Regions from separate parts of the Sus scrofa genome. Here region 1 is linked to region 2. The links are chromatin contacts, called in public HiChIP or PLAC-seq maps. All regions are on one chromosome and are shown on one strand. Each heading gives the region's core, a stretch centred on a gene start, on an enhancer-like site or on the middle of the called end of the contact. The rest is flanking DNA. Distances are from core to core; before and after follow the strand shown.

Region 1 (5,923 bases), core at 3,331-5,830, 230 kb before region 2:
GTGAGGGCTGTGTTCCAGATGGCCTGCCGCCTGGTAGGTACCTGAGCCGTGCGCGCTCCCATCCCGGGGGGGTGGGGGTGGGGGGCTCCAGGTCCTCGATTCCCAGTCTGTTTCTTGATGGACACATTCCGCCTGCACCTTCCTCCGCGGGGTCCTGGGCCCAGGCACACTGACTGACGCAGCTCATCTTGGGGCCATTGGAGCCAGAGTGATGAGATTGCCAAGAGGGAGCATGTTCAGGACACTGTGGCAGCTGGGGGAAGGGGCCCGGCCTAACCTGAGGGGTTCAGTAGCATCCTGGGGGAGGGGGGGTCATTTCTATGCTGAGTGGGAAGGAGCAAGGTATTGGGTAGAATGAGAGTGGAGGTGCATGAGGAGCACGTTCCAGGCCCAGAATGCAGCTTGAGCAAAGGCCTGTATGGGAGCGAGCACGAGACATTCCTCCCCTCCTTCCTTCAGCCTTTCATTAAACATTTTCCAGGTCCCTGCTGCGTGTCTCACTGTCCCTGGGAGTACAGTGAGGGGCAGCACAGACATGGTTTCTCTGTCTAGGGGAAAAGGATGATATTAAATCACAGTTGCAGAGTTCCCGTTGTGGCTCAGTGGTAATGAGCCCGACTAGAATCCCTACAGATGCGGGTTTGATCCCTGGCCTCTCTCAGTGGGTTAAAGATCTGGCACTGCCGTGAGCTGTGATGTAGGTCACAGTCGCAGCTCAGATCCCGTGTTGCTGTGGCTGTGGTGTAGACCAGCAGCTATAGCTCTGATTCGACCCCTAGCCTGGGCATGTGCCACATGTGTGGCCCTAAAATAGCAAAAAAAAAAAAAAAAAAGAAAAACCAAATGCCAGCTTTAATGCTGAAGTTAAGTCGAATTAGGAGACATGCTTAGGGGTGCTTCCAGTGAGCTTCCAAATGCTTCACTCAGAATTAGGGTTGAACCCTCACCCGCCTCCATCACAAGCAGCACCACATGATCCCAGGGCCAACACTGGGCTTCCTTCGCCGGGCTCTACATCAGAGCCTCTTTGTGTTGGACATGCTGCTCATGGAGATGCTTTCTTGCCTCCCCCAGCTGGATGCCCTGGAGTTCCTCCACGAAAATGAGTATACACATGGAAATGTGACAGCTGAGAATATCTTTGTGAACCCAGAGGACCTGCGCCAGGTAACAGCCAGGCCCTCCCCCACCCAGGGGCTCTGGGAGCTCGGAGCGCCCCTGTCTCAAAGCCACCGTTTATTTTACAGTGCTTATTGCCCACAAAGAATCACTGTCCATCATGCATAAAGAGCTCCTTTGAGGAAATAAGAAGAAATAAGCAACGTAGTCGAAAAATGGGCAAAGGATAGAAAAAGCAATGCTTAGAAAGGGAAATCCTCCGGTTAGCTAAATACATGAAGGAGTTCCCGCTGTGGCTCAGCTGTAACGAACCCAACTAGGATCCATGAGGATGCAGGGTCAATCCTTGGCCTCGCTCAGTAGGTTAAGGATCTGGCGTTGCCGTGAGCTGTGTGTGGTGTAGGTTGCAGATGCGCCTCTGATCCCAAGTTGCTGTGGCTGTGATATAGGCTGGCGGCTACAGCTCCGATCAGACCCCTAGCCTGGGAACCTCCATATGCTGCAGGTGCGGCCCTAAAAAGCAAAAAAAAAAAAAAATTGTATGAAAAGATGCTCAACCTCCCTAATGATCATAGAAAAATTTTAAATGTGCTATTCAGGACTTCCTGTGTGGCTCACAACAAAATGCACCATTTTTACCCCTTGGGTAAACAAAATTAGAAAAATAATCTCTATTGCTGATAAGGATATAAGGAAATAGGAGCTCTGTATATACTTTTGGCAACCTCTTTGGAAGGTAATTTGAAGGTATGAGCCAAAATGTTAACTGTGTGTAGTTTTTGATGTACTAGTTCCTCTTTTAGGGATGTGTCCATTGCATGTATTCACAGGTATGTGTATAAAGTATGTATTATACATTAAATATATGCTCCCAGGAGAGTGCTGATTGAACACTGTTTTGTAGTAAACCTAGTTACTCTTTCAGTTGCAATGACAGAAACCCAATTTAAGGTGCCTTAAGAAAAAGGCACCATCGTGACGCAGCGGAAGCGAATCCAACTAGGAACCATTAGGGGGTAGGTTCAAATCCCTGCCCTTGCTCAGTGGGTTAAGGATCCAGCATTGCCATGAGCTGTGGGGTAAGTCACAGATGTGGCTCAGATCCTGCGTTGCTGTGGCTGTGGCATAGGCCAGCGGCTGTAGCTCCGATGATTGGACCCCTAGCCTGGGAACCTCCATATGCTGCAAGGGTGGCCCTAAAAAGCAAACAATAAATAAATAAAATAAAATAGGAGTTCCTGTCGTGGTACAGTGGTTAACAAATCCGACTAGGAACCATGAGGTTGCGGGTTCGATCCCTGCCCTTGCTCAGTGGGTTAAGGATCCAGTGTTGCCATGAGCTGTGGTGTAGGTTGCAGACATGGATCCTGCATTGCTGTGGCTTTGGTGTAGGCCGGTGGCTACAGCTCTGATTAGACCCCTAGCCTGGGAACCTCCATATGCCACGGAAGTGGCCCTGGAAAAGGCAAAAAGACCTAAATAAGTAAGTAAAATAAAATAAAAAGCCAACATGCCCTGGCCTGGAAACTTCTACATGCCATGGATGCGGCCCAAAAAGCCAACAAAAAGTCTGTGTGAGCTAACCTTGTGTATCTGGCGGATGAGCACTTTACTTTTTGTTTTAAACTCAGTTAAGCCTTCTAACAATCCTAAAATGTGGGGACTGTCCTTATCTTCGTTTTACAAATGGAGAAAACAAAGCCCGGACAAGTTTCATAATTTGCCCAAGGTTATACCGCCACTGAAGGGCCAAACTGGCATTGGAACCCGGTCTCTCTGACCCAGAATTAATGCCTTGAAACACTGTAAAAGTGCAGAAAACTGTGTGCCCAGCAGGAGGTATGGTATGATACCTCTGTGGAAAACTAGAGCCTCCTCCTGGTCCACAAATATTTGCTGATTATTTGAAGAAAATGATGTGACGGAGTTCCCGTCCTGGCTCAGTGGTTAAGGAATCTGACTAGGAACCATGAGGTTGTGGGTTCAGTCCCTGGCCTCGCTCAGTGGGTTAAGGATCCGGTGTTGCCATGAGCTGTGGTGTAGGCTGCAGACCTTGCTCGGATGGCGTTGCTGTGGCTGTGGTGTAGGCCAGCGGCTACAGCTCTGATTCAACCCCTAGCCTGGGAACCTCCATATGCTGCAGGTGCGGCCCTAAAAAGAAGGAAAAAAAAAAAAGACAAGCAAAATAGAAACTACTGATAGTGGTTACTTCTGGGCAGTAGGTTTACGGGTCTGAGCAGTGATGGGGACAGTTGGTTTGGGTTGTTTTCACACCCCCCTGTACCGTTTGGCATTTGGGTGTTTCAGACTACATCCAAACCAGGATTGAAATCTCTGGTTCCAAAATCTGAGTTGCTAACCTTCAAGCTCTGTGGCTTCTCCCCACATCCACGCAGGTGACCTTGGCAGGCTACGGCTTCACCTTCCGCTATTCTCCAGGCGGCAAGCACGTGGCCTACACCGAAGGCAGCAGGAGCCCACATGAGGGGGACCTTGAGTTCATTAGCATGGACCTGCACAAGGGATGCGGTAAGAGGCCAGAGAACGGGGTTCAGTACCATGGAAGCATTCTTCTCTACAAGGGCAGCTCTAGGTTTTCATAGCCACAGTCCGCAGAGGGCCAGACCCAGCAGTCACCCTAAGCGGGGAGCTGTGGTAGGGATTCAGAACCGTGGGTATCGTCCGTACACATCGGCTATTTAGCATCAAGGACAGTGAGCAGTTGGCTACAGAGAACCCCTGCAGGTCCAGAGGTTTGTGTCAGCATCCGTATAGACTTGGAGCGTGAGAGTTGCCCAAGAGTCACCCAGGAGTTGCTGTCTGCAGCACACAAGTGAGGTTTGGACAGAGACTCAGATGTCAGCAGTATATCAGGTGTTGTCATCTGAAGCCCAGGGACAGTGATGAGACTATCTAAGGAACGTGTGTGGGGAGAGAGAGCACTTAGAGGAAAAGATTCCTTGAGGCGGTCTCTACCTCTCTTTCCCAAACCACCCCCTCTTTTTTGGCCACACCCACAGCATATGGACATTCCCAGGCCAGGGATTGAGTCCAAGCTTCAGCTGCAACCTACACCACAGCTGCAGCAATGCCAGATCCTTAGTCCACTGTGCCATAGCAGAACTCCCCAACCCCCTTGGTTTCATGGCCGTCTGTGTGCCTGCCTGTGTCCTCCCCACTCCACACTCTCCCAGGAAAGGGATAGTGCCTCCAGCAGCTGGTGGCCAGAAGGTCCGACACAGAAAACTCTGTTGAATGCCTGTATGAAGTGTTGTCTGAATCACGTGATTTAGAAAGTGTAAGGAGAGAAGCGCTGTCTCCTTTGTTCTTTGCTGCTGAACCAGGCTGAGTTCAGTGTCCTTCCCAGCTCCCCACCCCTTCCTCCCTCTTCCCCTTCCTTCCCGTCTCTCTCCCCTCTCCTTCCTCTCTCAGGAAAGTGGGGGGGAAGGGAGGGGGCAGAGAGAGGAGGGAAGGAAGGGGTGGGTGTGTCAGCAAGCAGAGCATCTGGACAGAGCCACCACCGCCTTCCTTCCCTCCCCAGGCCCCTCCCGCCGCAGTGACCTCCAGACCCTGGGCTACTGTTTGCTGAAGTGGCTTTATGGGACCCTGCCATGGACACACTGTCTTCCCAACACCGAGGATATCATGAAGCTGAAGCAGAAGTGAGTCTGGGGGTCAGCAGAGCCCAGCACTGGCCTGGCACCCCTGCGGGTGGGACAGAAGCTCAGAATCCAACAGGGAACAGAAAGGATGGGGAGGCAGCATCTGGCAAAGCCAAGGCCTCTGCAGTTCTCAGATGTGTGCTCTACTGTCCATTCTGGAATGCAGCAGGCAAGAGTATGGGCCCTGGATCCACACTGCCTGGGATCAGACTCTGGCCCCATCACGGCAGGGTGTTGGGTGGGCAGCTTAACCTCCACAGGCCTCAGTGTCCTCCATGAGATGGAATCCTGTTAGCACCCAAAGAATTCAAGGAAGTCAGATGCACAGCACTCAGCACAGAGCCTGGCCTGTAGAAAATGCTCACTGTGTGCAAGACACCATGATTCATTCATTCCTATGTGGACACACAGGCAATCTAAGCAGTTGGGCCTGACCCTGCCTCAGCATCTGGCAACACTGGCTTCCAGTGTCCACATGTCCTCTCCCTCTGCATGTTAAACCACCAGATCCTGCTGGTTCTGGTTTGCACTTTCAGCAACAGGACAGCAGAGTGTGGACAAAAATGGAGCTCCTGGGGGTGAGATTCAGCACCAAGGACAGAGCCGGGGTGGGCTGCTGAGGGCGTGCTGCTCAGCGTGGGATTCAACACCAAGGACAAAGGGCAGCTAGGCCCAGAGGGAGGTAAGCAGAGGCACCAAGGACAGCGGACGGATGGGCACAGGGAAGCCCTTCAGGTCCAAGAGGTTGGGATTCAAGATCTGGTCTAGGCTTGGGGCATGAGAGAAGCTCCAAGAGGAGTCATCCAGGAGATGGTTGGCTCTCCATGACTGAAGGGCAGGAATGAAGTCTTCACGGAGCCTCAGATCTCAGTAGTGTTTTAGGAGTTGTCAGCAGAAGTCCTGGGAGAGAATGAGGTTATCCAGGGAGAGTAGGCACAGCAGGAAAAGGGAAAACCCTCCGCTGATCAACATTGAGTCCATTGTGCTTCTCAATTCTCAACATGCTGTGTCCCTGGTTTTCTTATCTTATTTTGCCCCTTTTACCTCCCCGATCTTCTCTCTCCACTGTGGATACCTACTTTAACATCCTGAATGTATGTTCTACTGTTGTGCTTGCTTGAATGTATTTGTATCTTTCTGCT
Region 2 (5,635 bases), core at 365-2,864:
TGTAGGCCAGCGGCTACATCTCCGATTAGACCCCTAGCCTGGGAACCTCCATATGCCACGGGAGCAGCCCAAGAAATGGCAAAAAGACAAAAAAATAAATAAAAAATAAAGACCTATGCTCATAATATTCCTTCATTAAGCATGTCAGGGGTCCTGGAGTTCCCGTTGTGGGTCAGCGGGTTAAGACCCCAACACAGTGTCCATGAGGATGCAGGTTCGATCCCGGGCCTCACTCAGGAGGTTAAGGATCTGTCATTGCCACAAGTGGCGGCATAGGTTACAGATGCAGCTCGCATCTGGCGTGGATGTGGCTGTGGTGTAGGCCAGCAGCTGCAGCTCTGATTGAATCCCTAGCCTGGGAATGTCCATATGCCACAGGTGAGGCCCTAAAAAAAAAAGGAAAATAAGGAACACATATTAAAAAAAAAAAAAAGCATGTCAGGGAGGGCACTCAGAAGAAGCCACTGAACACTCTGTCCTTGCGGCTGTTGTTAGTGCCATAGTGGTGAAATGCAGCAGCCACTCAACCCCCAAGTCACCCCATTCACTGGTACCTCGACGTGGTGCGAATGCATGACTCCCCACGATGCCGCTTCAGACTGTGGATACAAGCATCCTACCTCTTAGCCAGGAGATCATTACAGGGTTCGAACCCTAGAAACCAACTAAACAATTCCCCAAACCCCATTTTTGAGAATCCGCTTCCTGCTGCAAACCCTGGCGTTGGTCAAGGTATCTTCAGGAGATAGAAATCACACCAGTTATTTTAACAAAGATGATTTCATGTAAAGAAAGGCTATTGGAGGGAGTTCCCGTTGTGGCTCAGTGGTTAACAAATCCAACTAGGAACCATGAGGTTGCTGTTGCCGTGAGCTGTGATGCAGGTTGCTGTTGCCGTGAGCTGTGGTGTAGGTTGCAGATGCGGCTCGGATCCAGAGTTGCTGTGGCTGTGGTGCAGGCCGGTGGCTACAGCTCCGATTAGACCCCTAGCCTGGGAATCTCTATATGGCGCGGGAGCGACCCCAGAAAAGGCAAAAAGACCAAAAAAAAAAAAAAAAAAAGGCTATTTGAGTTCTCTTGAGGTGCAGTGGGTTCAGAATCCCGTGTTGTCCCTGCAGTGGCTTTGATCCCTGGCCCAGAAACGTCCACAGGCTGTGGGTGTGGCCAAAAAAAGAAAGAAAGAAATGTTGCTAGGTATAAAGGGTTGGTAACTAGGCAACTGAAAAGGCAATATGACAGCCCTAGGGTATCATGGTGGTAGTAACTACGGGAAGTAGCTAAAGATCCCGGTCCAGAAAAAACAAAGGATATAGGTTAGAATGATGAAAACTAAACACTTAGATGAGAGCCTCACTGAAGATGAAAGTCAGCCAATGAGGAGTGGGTGTTGCTCTGCTGGTGCAGGTGTGTCTGAGCGCAGAGGACCACCTGGGACTAGAATCTTCTCTGGAAGGTTGTTGACATGCGGATGGCATCTCTGAGGGTGTGCAAGATTTGTAAAAAAAAAAAACAAAAAACCAAACCCTGTAAACTAGATTCAGCAGCTGCTGCTACAGGAAGGAACTGTCTCCGCTGGGATAAAGAGGCTGTGCTGGGAAATGCGAATGGGGACAAGAAACTGACAGGAAATAAACAAGAGAAAGCAAACAGGAAGAGCCCAGTCTTATTGCTTCCTCCAGGTTTCTACAGTCTCTCTGGTGCCCCCTACCGGCAGAGTCTACAACAGCCAGCTGGCAAAGAAGAAAGATGGTTTGCAGAGTCCCTGTTAAGACCCATATATGGCTTTTAAAGAGTTATTGGAATTTCTGTCGGGGCTCAGCGGTTAACGAACCCGATTAGCATCCATGAGGACGCGAGTTCAATCCCTGGCCTTGCTCAGTAGGTCAAGGATCTGTCATTGCTGTGAGCTGTGGTGTAGGTAGCAGACATGACTTGGATCTGGTGTTGCTGTTGCTGTGGCTGTGACGTAGGCCAGCAGCTGCAACTTCAATTTGACCCCTAGCCTGGGAACCTCCATGTACTGTAGGTGTGGCTTTAGAAAGAAAAAAAAAAAAGAAGAAGAAGAAGAAATTCAACAAACCCTTTTTGTTTAGGGGTTTTATGAAGGTTTCATTACCTACGCACACAATTGATTCAATCATTGGCCACTAATGACTGTGACTGACCTCCATCTCCAGCCCCTCTCCCATCCCCAAAGGCCAGGGCATAGAGTAGACAATCTTAAAACTTTAATCATCACTTGGTCTTCTTGGTGACCAGGCCCCATTCTGAAACTACCAAGAGGCCCCTCAGCCAAGAGCCACTCCCCTAGCAGCCGAAAAACACTTTCATCACTCAAGGAATCTCATTTTCTAGGAATTTTTAGGACCTCTGTGGCAATGAAGGGATCAGAAATATAGCCCCAAATGTACCACTTTAACAAGGATTATTTTGAGCTGGAGGCAAGTGAGAATCAACAGATGCAGGAGTTCCCGCTGCCCAGCACAGTGGGTTAAAGGATCCAGCGTTGCTGCAGGTGGAGATCACAACGGTGGCTTGGATCTAATCCAGCCCACCCAGGAACTCCATATGCCATGGGGTGGCCAAAAAAAAAAAAAAAAAAAAAAAAAAGAGAGAAAATTAACAGATGCAAAAAGAAGCTTTCTCAAACTAAAAATGGAATTACCATATGACCCAGCAATCCCACTCGTGGGCATATATCCAGACAAAACAATAATTCAAACCTCTATGTTCACAGCAGCCCTACTCACAATAGCCAAGACATGGAAACAACTTAAAGGTCTATCAACAGAAGAATGGATAAAAACATGGTACATATTCGCAATAGAATACTACTCAGCCATAAAAAAGAGCAAAATAATGCCATTTGCAGTAACATGGATGGACCTAGAGACGATCATACTAAGCAAAGTAAATCAGAAAGAGAAAGACAAATGCCGTATGATATCACTTATATGCGGAATCTAAAATATGGCACAAATGAACCTATCTACAAAACAGAAACAGACTCATGGACAAGGAGAACAGACTTGTGGTTGCCAAGGGGAAGGGAGGTGGGAGTTTGGGGTTCGTAGATGCAAACTATCCCATATAGAACAGATAAACAGCAAGGTCCTCTTACATAGCACTGGGAACCATATTCAGAATCTTTGGGAGTTCCGGTCGTGGCGCAGTGGTTAACGAATCTGACTAGGAACCACGAGGTTTCGGGTTCGATCCCTAGCCTTGCTCAGTGGGTTAAGGATCCGGCATTGCCGTGAACTGTGGTGTAGGTCGCAGACGCGGCTCGGATCCCGAGTTGCTGTGGCTCTGGTAGGCCGGTGGCTACAGCTCTGATTAGACCCCTAGCCGGGGAACCTCCATATGCCGCCGGAGCGGCCCATGAAATGGCAAAAAGACAAAGAAAAAAAAAAAAGAAAAGAAAAAAGAATCCTTGGGTAAGCCATAATGGAAAGAATATTTTATTTATTTTTTGTCTTTTTGTCTTTTTTTTTCCATATGCTGTGGGTGCAGCCCTAGAAAAGGCAAAAAAAGACAAAAAAAAAAAAAAAAAAGAAGTTTGCAACGATCAACCACACCCCCTCCCCTTTCAGTATCAAAGAAGCCTGAATACTAACTGGAGGAAAATGGAGACAGGAATCCACCTTCTCATTCTACTGGCTTTCCAAATAAAGTTGCTATTTCTGGAGTTTCCATTGTGGTGCAGTGGGATCATTGGCTTCTTGGGAGTCCTGGAACACAGGTTCAATCCCCAGCCTGGCACAGTGGGTTAAGGATTCGGCCTTGCCGCAGCTGCGACTTAGGTAGTGATTGTGCCTGGGATCTGATCCCTGGCCTGGGAACTCCACAGGCCACGGGCAGCCATAAAAAAAAAAAAAGAGTCACTATTCCTTGCCCCAGCAAATCATCTCTTGCTTCACTGGCCTGCCATGCAGTGGAGCAGTGTGAGTCCAGACTCGGGAACATCAGGAAGGGTTGCAGGAGTGGGCCCTGGGCTACTACATCTCCAGGAAAGTCTCTGAAACGACAGTGCAAAAGCACCCCTCCACCGTAGGGATTATCTCCTGTGACCATGAAAGTAGGAACTAGGGACTCCGCTCCTCAAGCAGGTTGCCATAGAAACACACACACCTACTGGGCTAGTCTATTCACATCCTGTGTCTGTCCCTTCCTTTCAATGTGCCCCAGTGACCTGCTTTAACCAGTAGAATGTGGCAGCAGTGATGCGATGCTGCTCCAGACCCAAGCTTAAGAAGGCCTGGCACGTAGCAGAAATGAAACTGGCTAGCATCCATGAGGACACAGGTTCATCCCTGGTCTTGCTCAGTGGGTTAAGTGTCTGGTGTTGCCGTGAGCGGTGGTGTAGGTCGAAGATGCGGCTTGGATCCCGCATTGCTGTGGCTGTGGTGTAGGCTGACAGCAACAGCTCTGATTCCACCCCTAGCCACCCCATATGCCACCAGTGTGGCCCTAAAAAAAAAAAAAAAAAAAAAAAAAAAAAAAAAAAAAAGTCCAATGGTCACACTAAAACCATATTTTAGTGTGACATTAATTACACCTACCATGGGGTAGTAGCCATTGCCACTATTTGCAGAGCTCCTCAGCATCCCAAACAGAAACTGTACCCATTAAACAAAACCTCCTCCCTCCCCCCTGCCCCCTCCTCCCGCTCCTGGCAACCTGCCAGGGACATCTTTTCATGGGCTCAGTTGTATCTTTTCCCTGCAGAAATGTCTATTCAAGTCTGTGGCCCACTTTTGCAGGGGGCTGTTTTTTGTCCTGGTTGGGTTGGAGGAGTAAGGTCCCACATCTAATATTAATTCCTTATCAGACATATGAGATGCAAATATATTCTCCCATCGTGTCTTTTCAGTCTACTGATGGTGTCCTTGGATGCAGAGAACACAAACATTTAGATGTGGTGTCACTTATCTACTTTCTCTTTATTGCCTGTGCTTCAGCTGTCACAGCCAAGCTGAGAGGTCATTGCCAAATCCAATGTCATGATGTTTTGCTCCTATGCTTCCTTCCCTTTTTTAAAAAAAGGTCTATTTTTTGTCTTTTTAGGGCCACACCCGCAGCCTACGGAAGTTCCCAGGCCACGGGGTCCAATAGGAGCCGAAGCCATTTGGGATCCAAGCTGAGTCTTCGACCAGCACCACAGCTCACAGCAACGCCACATGCTTTCACCCACTGAGTGAGGTCAGAGGTGGAACTCGCATCCTCATGGATACTAGTCTGGTTCTTAACCCACGGAGCCACAACTTCCTGCATGTTTTTTTTAAGAGTGGCGGCAGCAGTCTCGGGGATCTGTCTTTTGCTTCCACAGTGTTTCGACCCAACAGACCCAGAAATGCCCCTTCCTCCAGCCTCCCACCTCCCACCACCCTCCAAACTTATTTTGCAGTCTCAAGCCTCACAGAACCAACCATTCAGCTGTCCTCGTCTCTGGGACCAGCCAAAGCTATTTTTTGAGCTGAGCTCCTTCTGACCGACCAACGGTGAGCTCCCAGGTTCATCCGAATGATTTCACCCAGATGGAGGCCGCCAGCAACTGCCCGGTCAATGTGCATCTGCCCGCCTCCTACACCTACCTCTCGAAAAGGGATGGGCCACTTTTTCCGTGAATTGGCTG

Evidence for each region. HiChIP or PLAC-seq counts read pairs in DNA pulled down with a chosen protein or histone mark.
Region 1: a contact with region 2 is called in an H3K27ac HiChIP or PLAC-seq map of alveolar macrophages. The contact joins two enhancer-like sites. A contact is called at or near these places in 5 of 47 Hi-C or Micro-C datasets (embryonic fibroblasts, fetal liver, mesenteric adipose tissue and 2 more) and 1 of 2 datasets of contacts at active chromatin or transcription factors (alveolar macrophages).

Annotation. Positions count from the first base shown.
Region 1 is chr6:54,983,553-54,989,475 of Sscrofa11.1, reverse strand. It overlaps VRK3 (inactive serine/threonine-protein kinase VRK3), which reads left to right. Exons shown (of 16, transcript XM_013998683.2): 10 at 1-33; 11 at 1,075-1,167; 12 at 3,516-3,648; 13 at 4,661-4,781. Among named protein-coding and RNA genes, the nearest start is that of SIGLEC11, 23 kb to the right of the region's middle. Within about 2 kb of position 4,580, at least 5 of the 83 cell types and tissues checked have an H3K27ac peak or open chromatin away from gene starts, as enhancers often do. A contact at or near this core is called in alveolar macrophages and retroperitoneal adipose tissue, where this site is marked.
Region 2 is chr6:54,749,375-54,755,009 of Sscrofa11.1, reverse strand. No RefSeq gene overlaps it. Among named protein-coding and RNA genes, the nearest start is that of CPT1C, 19 kb to the right of the region's middle. Within about 2 kb of position 1,614, at least 27 of the 83 cell types and tissues checked have an H3K27ac peak or open chromatin away from gene starts, as enhancers often do. A contact at or near this core is called in alveolar macrophages and retroperitoneal adipose tissue, where this site is marked.